Linked DNA regions of Sus scrofa: regions 1 and 2 are each linked to region 3. Evidence: chromatin contacts called from public Hi-C data. All regions are on one chromosome and are shown on one strand. The core of a region is the stretch at or near the end of the contact, and the rest is flanking DNA. Distances in the headings are between cores, read along the strand shown. Region 1 overlaps SYN3 (synapsin-3). Region 2 overlaps SYN3 (synapsin-3). Region 3 overlaps SYN3 (synapsin-3).

Region 1 (4,489 bases), core at 1,729-4,228, 180 kb after region 3:
TGGCCATACTGGCCTTCTGGCTGTCCCTTGAATGTTCTAAGCTCCAAGTCTGTCCCTGTCTCATGGACTTTGAACTTGCTGTCCCTTCTCCCTGGAACACTCTGTCCCCAGATTTTCACTGGCTGGCTCCTTCTCATCATGAAGGTGTCAACTTGGATGTTACCTCCCTGGAGAGGCCTTCCCCTGCCCACCCCATCTTACAGTTCCACCCACCACCCCCATTCTCTATCTCCTTTTCTCTAGCACCTGACATCTTACTGGGTATTTGTTTATTGTTCTGTCTCTGCCATCATCATTTAAGCACTGAAAGAGCAGAGTCCTTACTTGTGTGTCTCACTGCTTAGATCATATTTGCAACTCTGATATTTGTTAAATGCAGGAATGCATGCTATTTTGAAAGATGAGGAAATGGAGGCTCAGACAAGTAAAGAATCTTGCCCCAGTTTATCCAACTAGCAGAGACAATGGTGGACTGCAGCTTAGCTCCTGTGCTCCAGCCTAGAGTGGGCGAAACTCAAGAAGGAGAGTTCTTATAGGGCCACTTAGGAGCAGACAGCCTCTCAAGACAGAATACTTTTAAGCTGATGTGAAGCAGCAGATCTTTCAGAGATATAAGCCTCTGGGAGATTCTGCCATCTGTCCGCTACTGCACTAGAGCCTCAGAAGGAGGTCAGCAATCCAGCCACTTGCCAACTGCTGCACCCAGGAAGGAAGGACCAGAATTTAAAGAAGCCTCTCCTGCCCACCTAGATGAGCCTTCCAGACCACAGGCAGGGCCACATGGACTTATAGATTTTTAAGGGCCATTATGCAATCTCTTTGCTTCCCAGTTGGGGCAACACGTCCTGGGATGAGACTGACTTGCCCATGACTACTCTGTGGTTAGTGATCCAGGTGGCTGGCACTACGGTTTCATGACTCGGCCAGGACTTGTCTACCCACCACAGACTGGCCCTGGAAACTAAGTGTATCGCTCTCCCACATGCATTGCTTCCATGTGTTTGGCTCCCTAGCATGTTGAATTGAGCCTTTCCAGATTCAATGCTGAGGCCAGCAGAGTGGAGTGGTGTTGGGGCCAAAGAGTCCACTGGCCGAGCTGTGGGAGATAATCACGTAAGGAAATGCACACTCTTCCTATTTTATTAGGGGTCCCCAGGAAGAGGGAGGGCAGGACAAAAACAAGGATCTGGATAGCTAGTCACTCCTTATCTCTCCACTACCCAGGGGAAGAGATCACCGGCTTGCTCTCTATGGTGGGCTTGAATTTGGTGCAAGAGACCAGCTGAAACTAGCACCATTTTGATGCACCAGAGTGTACTGCTGAAGGATATGGGGCAGGGATAAAAAAGGAACCATGAAATTCAGCCCAGCACTTCTTAGCAGGCCCCCACCCCCCACCATTGCTAACTCCAGTCCCAAATCAGAGAGGCATGAGTTGTATTGAACATTAAAACTAATGCCTTCTTCGTTTGAACCTTCCTTTCTTGATCACACCTGGTGGTTCAAAGAATTGCCGCCAGCTTCCTGTTCCTGGGGTGCTGAAAGAATACCCATAATTGTTACTGAATAACAGATAGAGCATAGGGACATGCCCCCTTTGTCTAGCTGGTATGTCAACTGGCATTTCATTACAGTGGGGGGTGGGGTAGGGGCAGAGGCACCCTCAACATTTCATGTGCAACCACTTGTCCTGGGGATTGATGGGTGTTAGATGCTCCATCTAGCCAGTATCCCCACCTCCTGCTTCATGAAAAGCAGCCCTGGTTTCCATCAGACCTAGGTGGACTGCATCTGGCCTTCACTCTACCATGGCCTCCCCACAGAATGCTGGCCACAGGCCGTTCTCTCCTCCGGCCAGAACAATGCTGGGCTCTGGCTGCTGACCCTGGCCCGAGCAGGCCTGCCAGCTCCATGGCTCGCAGTCCTCACTTCGCACATCAGGGCTGGCTTCCCACACACACAGCTTCTCTGCAAGAAGGTTTGGGGACTACCCACACACTCTGACAGACCACTTTTGGCCTGAACCCCTCCCACTCAGGTAGAAAGGGACCCACATGTGATCCAGAAGGACCTAATTACTCATTAGCATTTCTAGCAATGCTTCCTCTCCCTGCCTCTTGCTGGGCCTCTCTGCACTGCTCTGGGGTGTTCATTCACTTGGACTGATACCTGTTAATGTCCCTTGTTTCAACCTGACCTGAAATCACAATGCCCCTAGCAAAAGTAAGTGGGACAGCCAATGTTTTGTGAGGGGAGGGTTGGCAGCTAGGCTGTGAGCTTTCAGTGCCCCATATGGGTCCCAGCTAGTATTCTGCATTTTCTTTTCTCTCTTCTTGGAACTGTTTCACTGTTTCTCCTACTTCCCTCCAGCCTCTTCACTGCCTTGTAAAAATGGGCCTCTCGTGAAATAATAAACACCACCACTGTTTCTCAAGGTTGCTGCTTATCAGGCACTGTACGTTCAGTGTCTCACTCCATCCTGACAACATCCAGATAAGGCAACTTCATTTTCAAGGCTGAGAGATTTAAATGGTTTGTCCGGAGTCTGCAGCTTGTAGAAGTTGGAGCTGAGATTCCACCTTAGGTTCTTTGGTGCCCAAGTCCTCGTGTTCCTGACATTGTACTGTGCAGCCCCCTTTCACAAAAAATGTTGTTTCTGCTAAACCCTGGAATAGGCCCTTGGGAAGCTGCTTTTGATCTTTCTTATTGGGTCCCCTCTGCACAGATCATGCATAGGAAGTTGGAAACAGATATGCAAGTTAAAGAAATTCCCAGTGGAAAATACCAGAGGTAACTGCAACCCTCCCCCGACCCCCTGAGTTGTATGTTTGCACTTTCGAGGGTCTGGAATCCCACAGCCATTTCCTGCATCCCAGCCTCGAGAGCCAGTCACACAGCGACTGGAGTGTATCTGCCTTGCACTTCTTGGTGGCCTCTGCTTCTCCCAGTGGATTTTGCAAGGTGTTTCCTGTAGATCTTGCTGACGTCTTTGCTGGCACATAGTAAAATCCGCTCAGAACATCATGATCTGTTGGCCTCAGACTGGACTGGGCTTTGTTTCTATTTGGACTTTAAACGCCACCCACCCCCAATGAGGGGCACGGGAGCAGGAGGAAGGAGGAGGGAGATGAAGGTAAAGAAAATATTGACAGATGAAAAATACTGAATATTCCTTCTGTTTCAAAAATAGAAACCTCTGGAGCTGGGATGCAGCGTGGCTGGGTTCAGGTGGGACTGAGGTTGAAGTTAAGAGCAAGGTGGCAGTTTGGCCTTTATGCCTCAAAGTATATCCTCAGCGAGGCGTGAGGGCTGGAGGTTGAGTAGAAGAGAGGCTCCCTTTGTTTTAAGACAGCTTTTCTGAGCAGCTAAAGGAGCATCTAAAATAAGCCATCCAGGAAGGATGGGGGTGGATGGTGCCCTGTCTCCTTCTCCAGGAGGACTGGAGGACCCAGAGGAGAGGTGAGTAGTTTAAATTACTCAGCACATCGGAGTGGGCTGGAAAATCGGCATGCCGATGGGATCACTGTCTTAGCTACTGTTGAACTCAGTCGGCAGGCAAGGGTGGTGGAATTTTATCTTCACAGATGTGGCATATCCCCACTTAGTATGTGAGAGGTCATTTGAGCACAGTCCCCATGGAGAAGCCATCCTGGAAATATTTTTATTACCTTAGATTACCATACAATTGGGAGGTTAATGCAGACGGCTTCTTTTCAGCTTTTTTTTTTTTTTTTTAGACTTTTTCTATAGGTAGTTACGAAACATTCAGAGCAGGAGACCCTACCTGGCATTAACGTCCAATGCTCCCATAATGACTTCAGGCACTGAAATTACCCCAGGTTTGTTTACATTCTTGGATATAAACCCTCTGCTGGACTGTCAGCCTGGAAAGTAGTATGTTACCACACACACCCACCCACCCAAAAGATAACGGCTCATAAAGAAAACAGATTGGTGAGGGTTACTCAAATTATGTAGTTGATGGACTGGGTGGGTGACTTAGGAGCCAATTCTGTCCTTGCTGCTGTGCCCAGTTTTGGCAACTGCCAATCATCCAGACACATAACAGGCCAAGGAAGGCTTTTGAGAGGACACCAGAAGAGGCACCTGGAATATCCTAAGTACTTATTCAAGTTAGATCAACTCTTCAGACATGTGAATCTAGACCCAGTGAATGGTAAGAACATGACATCCTGGACCTTTACCAACGGAGAGAGTAGAACTCAGGGGAAATGTATGAATTAGAGATATAAGGTGATGGTAAAATAACCTTTAGCTCCTTAGGTTGTGAGGGACCCTAAAATGCATCCAGCTCAACTCCTTCATTTTGGGAAAACAAACAAACAAACAAACAAACAAAAAACTGGCAGGGCTCTGAGAATAAGGGGATTTGTCAAACTTGCATAGCAAAAGAGTGGAAGAACCAGAAAGAGAACCTCTCAACCAATTCCTGGCCCAGGGTTCTTTCTCCTACTCAAAACTTTCTATG
Region 2 (4,090 bases), core at 1,286-3,785, 130 kb after region 3:
CGCGCGCACACACACACACACAGCAGAAGGAGGCCCTGTGAAGATTGAAGAAGAGGTCAGAGAGATGAAGCCACAGATGAGGAATACCGGCTGCCACCAGAAACTGGAGGAGGGAAGGAAAGTTCCCTCACTAGAACTTCCAGGTGATGCACAGCCCTGCTGACAACTCTATTTCAGCCCATTGATACTGATTTTGGACACCTGGCTTTCAGAAATGCGAAAGAATAAATTTCCGTTGTTTAAAGCCCCCCAGATCATGGTACTTTATTAAGGGAGCCCTGGGAAATGAAGACATCCACTATCTCACTAAATCCTCAAAATAACCTATGAGGTAATAAAATACAATCACTTATTCTGTGCCAGGTAGTGTTCATTCAATATTCATAACAGCCCCATGAGGTAGATACTCCTATTGCCCCATCTTACAGATGAGAAAACTGCAGCCCAGAGAAGAGATTTGGCTTTTCTGAGGTTGAACAGCCAGTGCCTGGTAGAGCTGGACTTTGAACACAGGGGTCTGGTTCCAAATCCCTTGAGCGAGCTCTCTGCCTCATAGCAGGTGTTCCATCTACTGAGCCACATGACCTGGAGCTACCATTTCTCTCTGCAGTACCCTAAGGGACCTCTTCTGGGATCCCATGGAGAACAGATGGGACAGAGGACATAAACAGCATTCAGTAACTATAAAGTGCAGTCCTAGGGGGAGACATAAGAATTCCAAGTGGTAATATCACTTAGATGTGGAATCTAAAATATGGCACAGACGAACCCATCTACAGAACAGAAACAGAACCACAGACATGGAGAACAGACTTGTGGTTGCCAAGAGGGAGAGGGAGGGAGAGGATGGACTAGGAGTTTGAAGTTAGTACTTGCAAACTATTGCATTTAGAATGGATAAGCAATGAGGTCTTGCTGTACATCATAGGGAACTATATCCAATCACTTGCGATAGAACATGACAGAAGAAAACGTGAGAAAAAGAATGTATATATATGTATGACTCGGTCAATTTGCTGTACAGCAGAAATTGACAGAATGTTATAAATCAACTATAATTTAAAAATTTTTTAAAAAAGAATTCCAAGTGGAACAACATGCCTGACAGGCATGACAAGGCTGCCCTGGCAATCGCTCTGAGATAGTGGGGGCCCCAGTAGCAGAAGCCACCCTCCTGTCCCACAGGCACACAGGAAAGTTCCTAAAGTTGGGAGTGGCCACAGGTGACCTCAAAGATGTTACCACCCAGAGTGACCCACAATGCTGACTGCATAGATGATCGCTGAACGCCAAGGTGTCAGTTCTTTAGGCCTGAATCTGACCTTGCATCAGCTCTTAAGTACCTCTTCTTGGCTACCTTCCCTGTAGGTTTCAAATTCAGAATCAAACCCCACCCCCCAGAATCATAATTTCTTTCCCTGCAACAACTCCTTCACTCTGCAGAGAAGGAGACATTAAGTGACATATCTAAGGCCCCACAGCTAGGGTGTCTTGCCTGAAGTGCCCTAGCTGTGCATTTTGATATTCTCAGCTCTTCCTTTATTCCAGGGAGCTGGAAATTCTGTCCAGTGGGAAGAATCCAAAGCAGGTGAAGTTAGCATGTAGGCATATTAGATTTCATGTCCTGGGGCCAGCCTAACGTCCTTTTACCAATTATTATCACACAGAAACGTGTTTAGGAAGGAAAATACACTGTTGTTCCCAAGGCACTTCTGGGAAGACCCTGATATCAGTGGATTTGTCAAAACCCAAGATGCCAAGAGTGTCCTTCCATTCACTCATTCACTCATCATTTTTGCACCTCACATCACACATTCACTGAATTTATTGAGTTCCTATGTATCAGCCACTGTGTTAAGTGCTTGGGATATAAAGAATAAAAGGCAGTCTCTATCCTAAAGAAACTCATAAATTAGTGGGAAGAGAGATAAGAAATAATTTCAGCATTCCTAAAGCTCATACATTAGCTTTCTACATTCATTTTTGCCATTTTATCCTAACAGTTTATTATTAATATTTACTTAGTATTTTCTTTGGATTGACTTTTTCTCTCACTAAAGTGTTAGCCTTGAGAATATCTAAGGAATAATATACATGAATTTGTAGATTTGATTTGCTAGTTAAGTTTCTTATACTACTTATTGTACTAAAGTGTTATTAGATAAAAAGTTGATGGGAATACCACCTAAAACCTTTGAAAAACACTAAATTACTGCAAAGGCGGGGGATATAAGCTGTAATAGAGATGTGAAGACTTTTCTCTTATCAGGACCCTCTGGTCAAAACACATTAGGGTTAAATGACTGATAAACAGCATCTAGAGGCAGGAAGTTTTATGGCAGGAAGCAGATAATTCTGTGCTCTTACCCTAGGATCTTAGGGCATTAACTTTTCAGTGCTCACGTCATCTGAGGGAAAGACAAGGACATTCTCATTTTCAATTTTCTAGACCAGAGGCCAGGCAAAAGGGATCTGTGATGTAAGTCCACATTTTTCAACCTTCTGTTTCCATCAAGACCTAATCACCGGATGACATTCCCGTGGGAGACATTCTCATGGGATTACGATGGGTAGAGTGTAACCTCCTGGGCTTGCACTGAACTGCTGCCCCACCCAAGAAAACATACTGAAAAGCAATCAACAAAGGATGACACTGTTTTCATTTCATTTTTATTTTTGTCAGGGTTTTAAAAAAAATAACGTTAAAGTTTCCTAAGTTTTAAGAATGATTATGCCATACAATGTTTAACCTTAGATCTGTTTTTGCTGGGTCAGGACTTACGCTCTCAGCAGGGGAGTCAACCTTTGTTAGAGTGCAGTTGGGTCCCTCTGTGCCTTCCCTCATCAAAATAAAACTCAAAGGGACAGAAATTCCTTTATTTGTTTAGCTGTGCCCCCTCCCTCCCCCAACTGCCTCTCCCTCCACTATTTCAGGAAAGAGACAGCGGCCAAGAGGCAGAGAAAACAAGAAAGGCTAAGTGTTGACCTTGGCACTTATTAGGGCCCAGGAGATTTGTGAAAGTTCTAGGGGGTGTTTCTGACAGTGAGCGGTGATTAGTTTTGACTGGGAGATCTCCAGCCTCCAGGCAGGTGTACCTCACTGTGGACCGTTTTGTCCTGCCTGACCCACTTGGGTGGGGCCCTTCTGCTCACCCAGGAACACGAGGCTCCAACCTCATGCTGTCTCAGTGGCAGCTCTTGGGAGTGGGCTTTGTGGCAAAAGTACTGGAAGTGGGGAGGTGCTGGCTGCAGGAGGGGACCAGAGCAAAGAGCTGGCCTTCTGAGTGCATGTGTTGGCTGGGAAGAGACATTGGGAAGGGCACTTGAGCCACTTGACAATGCCAGGGCAGCTCCATATGCCTGGAGGTTCCATCCTGGGTGGTCTTGACTTCGCTGACCCAATACCTTCCTCTCCTTATCCTTTCCAAGGTGTGGTGTCAGCTCTGGGGCTTATAGCAGGTGTCTAGCTGCCTGGTTCTGTTTGTCAAGTGAATTTGACTAGTACAACAAGGCCCTGATCATCCGTATCACTATTCCCACCAAACCTCCTGTTAATGAGGATGACGCTATTTTAAAGATAACCTTGGACATGTTTTAATTATTTCTTAAAAAGAAAATAAACTCCAGGACTTTCATTACCAAAAACAAAAACCTATTTGTAACACTACCTTCCAAATAAATGGAATATACCAGCATATTGGGATAGTGCTCATTTCCTTCACAAATTTACTCCACATATATTTACTGAGCACCTATTGTGTGCCAGGTTTGTCTTAGGTACTAAGGTTACAGCAATGGCCTGAGACAGACACAGTCCCTGCCTCTATGTATGGCTAGTGAGAGAGGCTGATGGTAATCAGATGATCATCCAAATAAATGTAAAATGTGATGTAGGCTGCAAAGAACTCTATGTATGCTGGCTTGTAACTGTAGATCCTTATCTGGTCCCTCAGGTCAGATAAGGCTGCCCTAAGGGAAGGACAATGGTGGAGAACGGTGGATGTAAGACACCGTATTACTCGCCACTCCTCATTAAGTTTCTTCTATGAGTCAGGCACTATCTCATTTCATCTTCACCAGGACTCTCTAA
Region 3 (3,822 bases), core at 953-3,452:
GGGGCCTCGGTCCAGTTGATGCTTCATTTGCTGAACCATGCATTTGGGGTGGGGACAGCTTTCAGCTTGTAGGGAGTGCTGCCTTTTCCAAATCACCTCTTTTATTTCAGATCCCTCTTTCCTAATTCATTCAAGTCTCTGAATATGTTAATCTTGACTCCAGAGAGAAGGACAAAAGGACTATGGGAATGGCCGAGAGGGGCTTGCTTGCAGCATCTCTTGGGGACCAACTGTGTTGAGCACTGCCTGCAGCCCTTTTACTTTCATTTCCTCATTTATTCTGCTCAGTGAGTCTTGAAGTTGGGCATTATTGTTGCCATTTTGTAGATGGGGAAAACTGAGGCTCAGAGAGATGAAGAACCACAACCCCAAATTTACTCAGCTCAGAAGCAGGGGAACACGCATCCTGACTCAGTTCTGTGTGGCCATCTGATGGCCAAGTGAGACTTGCCAGGGTTGAGAGTGATGACAGATAAGAGTGAGTCCTGCACTCAGATTCATCTTCACCTGCCTGACCTTGACATTTCACTGCCTCCCCTACAGAAAGGATGGAGTGAGCTCTGTAAGGACAGGCTTGGGGGTGAGTTCTAATCCTTCAGTGAAGTCCTTGTTTACTTAGAGTCTCACAGCTGGGCTGGATTAGTCCAGCTTTGTAAATAGCTTGCAAAAACTAGCGGGTTGGAAAAGTCCTATTTGTCCTGGACTATGCACAGAGGTCCCGCCCATACTCATCAGGGTCCTCTGCCCTGTATCCTGTGCCTGACCTCTCTATTTTGTCGCCCATCTCTACCTCCTCTGAGCTTCAATTGAAAAAAAAAATCTCTTAGCATTTTTTCCCACCCCCAGCCCCACCTTCGTCAAACCTTGAAAGACCAAATTGGAAGGAGAAGCAGAGAAGAGGAAATTCCTTTTAGGCTGAGTTGCCTGGATTTCCTTTTGCTTTCCACCTCATTTCCGTGAGGGCTACCTTTATTGACTTGAGGTCTGGGTCTGGAGGAAACTAGGGGCTGTATTTGGGGCCATTATTAGTTAAGTTCAAACTCCTTCATTCCCTCGGGGCAGGTGAGAGGGAGCCTGGCTGCGGCAGGGGGGAAGGACGGCCCTCAGAGGAAAGCAGCTGGAATGCGTTTTCTCACAGTCACACTTTAGTTAATATCCCAGAAAGTCAGAGCTGGGAGGAACTTACAGATCAGTATGTCCAAAAGGCTCTGACCCTGGGCTCCCTTGCCAGGCTACACGGGAGGTGGACCTCAAGATACTGGATGCAAAAATGTTCCCCTGTGTCTGCGAAGAATTGCATTTTTTTAGGGGAGATTCTATGGACTTCTGTTTCTACAAGGGAGCTTAGACAATTCCTTCTGAAAGTTCAGAACACTGGATACTTCTTGTTTATCTTGTTTTTTTGTTTGTTTGTTTTGTTTTTGTTTTTTGTAGAAGGGGAAATGGAGGCCCAGAGAGGGGAGGTGTCATGCTTAAGGTCACTGATGTGATGGAGCTTGGGTTAGAGCCCAGCAGAAGTAGGGGTCAGGGAGACTTGTTCCCCCTGAACCTATTTTCCCAAAACGGGGCCTTTTCAACAGTGTTTACCACCAAAGGTTGACCAGATAACTGTTACAAGTAAGATTAAAGGCTAGCAGAAGCATGAAGGCAAGATTGTGAATCACGGGAGAAGTATGGTTGACGGTTTTAAATATGCAACCAATCAATGGCTGCACCTCATCACCCCAGCCTGCCCAGCCAAGCCCGACTGGCAGACCTGGATATGCCCCTGGATCCCTCGAATCCAGGAGGCTACTCCCCAATCCATGCTCTCTCCTCCTAGTCATCCATTCAGCAAATATTTATTGATCTTTCAACTGTGTACAGATGCCAGGATATAGCAGGGAGCAAAGTTCCTGCCTTTGTGGCACTTACTCCAATTTAACTGGTGACATCTTTATATTAATGGGAGAGGACTTGGGTCCAGGGTGGAGTGGCATAGCTTTGCTGGAAAAAGGCTCCTCCTTGAGCTTTGAGGTGCCCCCTCCCTCCCCAAGAGAGGGTTCTGACGGGAAGAGATGACACTAATACTCATTTGTTTCAGATTCGACATCCTCCATCTCAACAGGGTCCCCGAGGTTTTCCTGACTCCAAGGACACTGCAGATTCCCAGCTCATAACAAATGATGTTCATGCACATGCCAGCCCTTTCTTTCTATGAGGCAATCCTCAGAGGCCTTTGCCAAGATAAACTGTTTGGCCTTCTGCCTTGAAAGTCGATCCTCTTCTGCGTCTGATTATTGCTTTTCTGAAACACAGGGACAATGACATCATTGCTCCCTCCCTGGTTTGGGGATTTGATGGTCAGCATGAAGTCAGGGTTTGGAATGGTGCCTGCTCTTTGCCAATGTCCACGGGCGGGGGTGGCCTGGAGTAAAGCAAGCTCGTGAGGGGGAGGTGGGTGCCGTGAGGTCCCCAGGGGCTGGGGGTTGGGGGCAGATTCGCTTTTCATTCTGTTGCCAGCATCCGGGTCTGCCTTGTTGTATATGGGATAGGCAGTATTCTGATGAGGGCTGAGCTGACATTCAATGGATACACACCTGCCTGGCTGTACCCATTATTACAATGGTTAAATACCTTCGTTCCCATTGGTAGTCATTTGTGGGGTGCCTTCCCACCACCTCAGCTTCTCTGGCCTCTCCCTGGGCCAACATCCTAGAATTCCCACCATCTAGCACCTCCAGGGACCTATCCAGTAGCCCTCTGATGGTCGATGCCTGTGCCACACTGTAGGTAAAATATGCTTACTACTCCTCACAGAGGGATGGGAGAACTTTGGCTGGTCTGTTGGCTAGATGCCTGCAGGAGGCCATTGCCATGTGAGTTAGGGTCAAAGTCTGTTTCTTGGGCTCCCAGGCCTGGAACCTGTCAACAGAAATTCCCTCTTGCCACTGTGGGGCATGGTCCTTGCATAATCAAGGGTTAATAGTTCCTCTGCTAGAGGTTAGAAGGCACTGCAGAGGTTATTCCCGTCCACCCGACTCTTTGCACAGAGAACCTTCAGCTCAGAAGGGAAGTCATTTGTTCAAGTCATAGCAAGTTGGTGACCCATCCAAGCCTTCTGACTGTCATGATAGCCAAGGGAACATTTCCCATACCCCAAAGGGACTGTGCCTGGGGTAAAAATCAGGAATTACTGAAGCGGTTTATTTAGTCCATCTAGAGCACAATTTCTCCCAAAATGAAAAGCAAGGCAGTGTCAAGCTGCAATGAGAGAGCTCGGGGGCCAGGGGTGGTAAACTTGAATGCCCGGGGGCCAAGGAGTGACAGATGCCAGGGAGGAGGAGGCAAGCAAAGACCATGAAGACGTTTGAAACATTCTACCCTCGTAGGCTCCCTTTCTGCACCAGGTCCATTTAGCAGAATGGTCATTGTCTTCTCTAGTTTGTGTGGATTTCAAACTTAGCCCTGGCCAGGCACAATCATATTACCCAGTAACCTGGCAGGTACCTATGCAGAGGTCTCGATTTGGCAGTGCATGGGCTGAACGTGGCTTGTGAATCTATTTCACTGGGACCACCCAGTGTTGCTGATCTTTCAAAAACTGAATAAGCTGCTAACATTTATAAAGTGGGAGATTTCATATAAAAACTTGGACATGGGGCTTTTCTTGAATAATTGTTAGGGATCTGGGCACCTGTGCACCTGCATTTCTGTAGGCAGAGCCAGGTCCTTTTAGATGGGGCATGTATTCCTGTTCGCTACCCCACCCCCATTTCCCTGTTGGCTTTGGTCATTCGTTAGCCCAGGGGCACTCAAATTTGCCACCCCTGGCTCAGAGTC

What was found. Hi-C and Micro-C count contacts between places; a contact is called where the count stands out from the background.
Region 1: a contact with region 3 is called in a Hi-C map of liver, with 6 times the contacts expected there. A contact is called at or near these places in 1 of 47 Hi-C or Micro-C datasets (liver) and 1 of 2 datasets of targeted methods (skeletal muscle).
Region 2: a contact with region 3 is called in a Hi-C map of liver, with 2.3 times the contacts expected there. A contact is called at or near these places in 1 of 5 promoter capture datasets (liver), 8 of 47 Hi-C or Micro-C datasets (embryonic fibroblasts, fetal liver, heart right ventricle and 2 more) and 1 of 2 datasets of targeted methods (skeletal muscle).

Annotation. Positions count from the first base shown.
Region 1 is chr5:12,214,285-12,218,773 of Sscrofa11.1, reverse strand. The region is part of intron 6 of SYN3 (synapsin-3); the gene reads right to left. All of the region lies in intron 1 of TIMP3 (metalloproteinase inhibitor 3), which reads left to right. Among named protein-coding and RNA genes, the nearest start is that of TIMP3, 26 kb to the left of the region's middle.
Region 2 is chr5:12,263,941-12,268,030 of Sscrofa11.1, reverse strand. All of the region lies in intron 6 of SYN3 (synapsin-3), which reads right to left. Among named protein-coding and RNA genes, the nearest start is that of TIMP3, 23 kb to the right of the region's middle.
Region 3 is chr5:12,394,866-12,398,687 of Sscrofa11.1, reverse strand. The region is part of intron 6 of SYN3 (synapsin-3); the gene reads right to left. LOC102167235 (a long non-coding RNA gene) reads left to right here. Exons shown (of 3, transcript XR_298408.3): 3 at 2,084-3,822. Among named protein-coding and RNA genes, the nearest start is that of FBXO7, 130 kb to the left of the region's middle.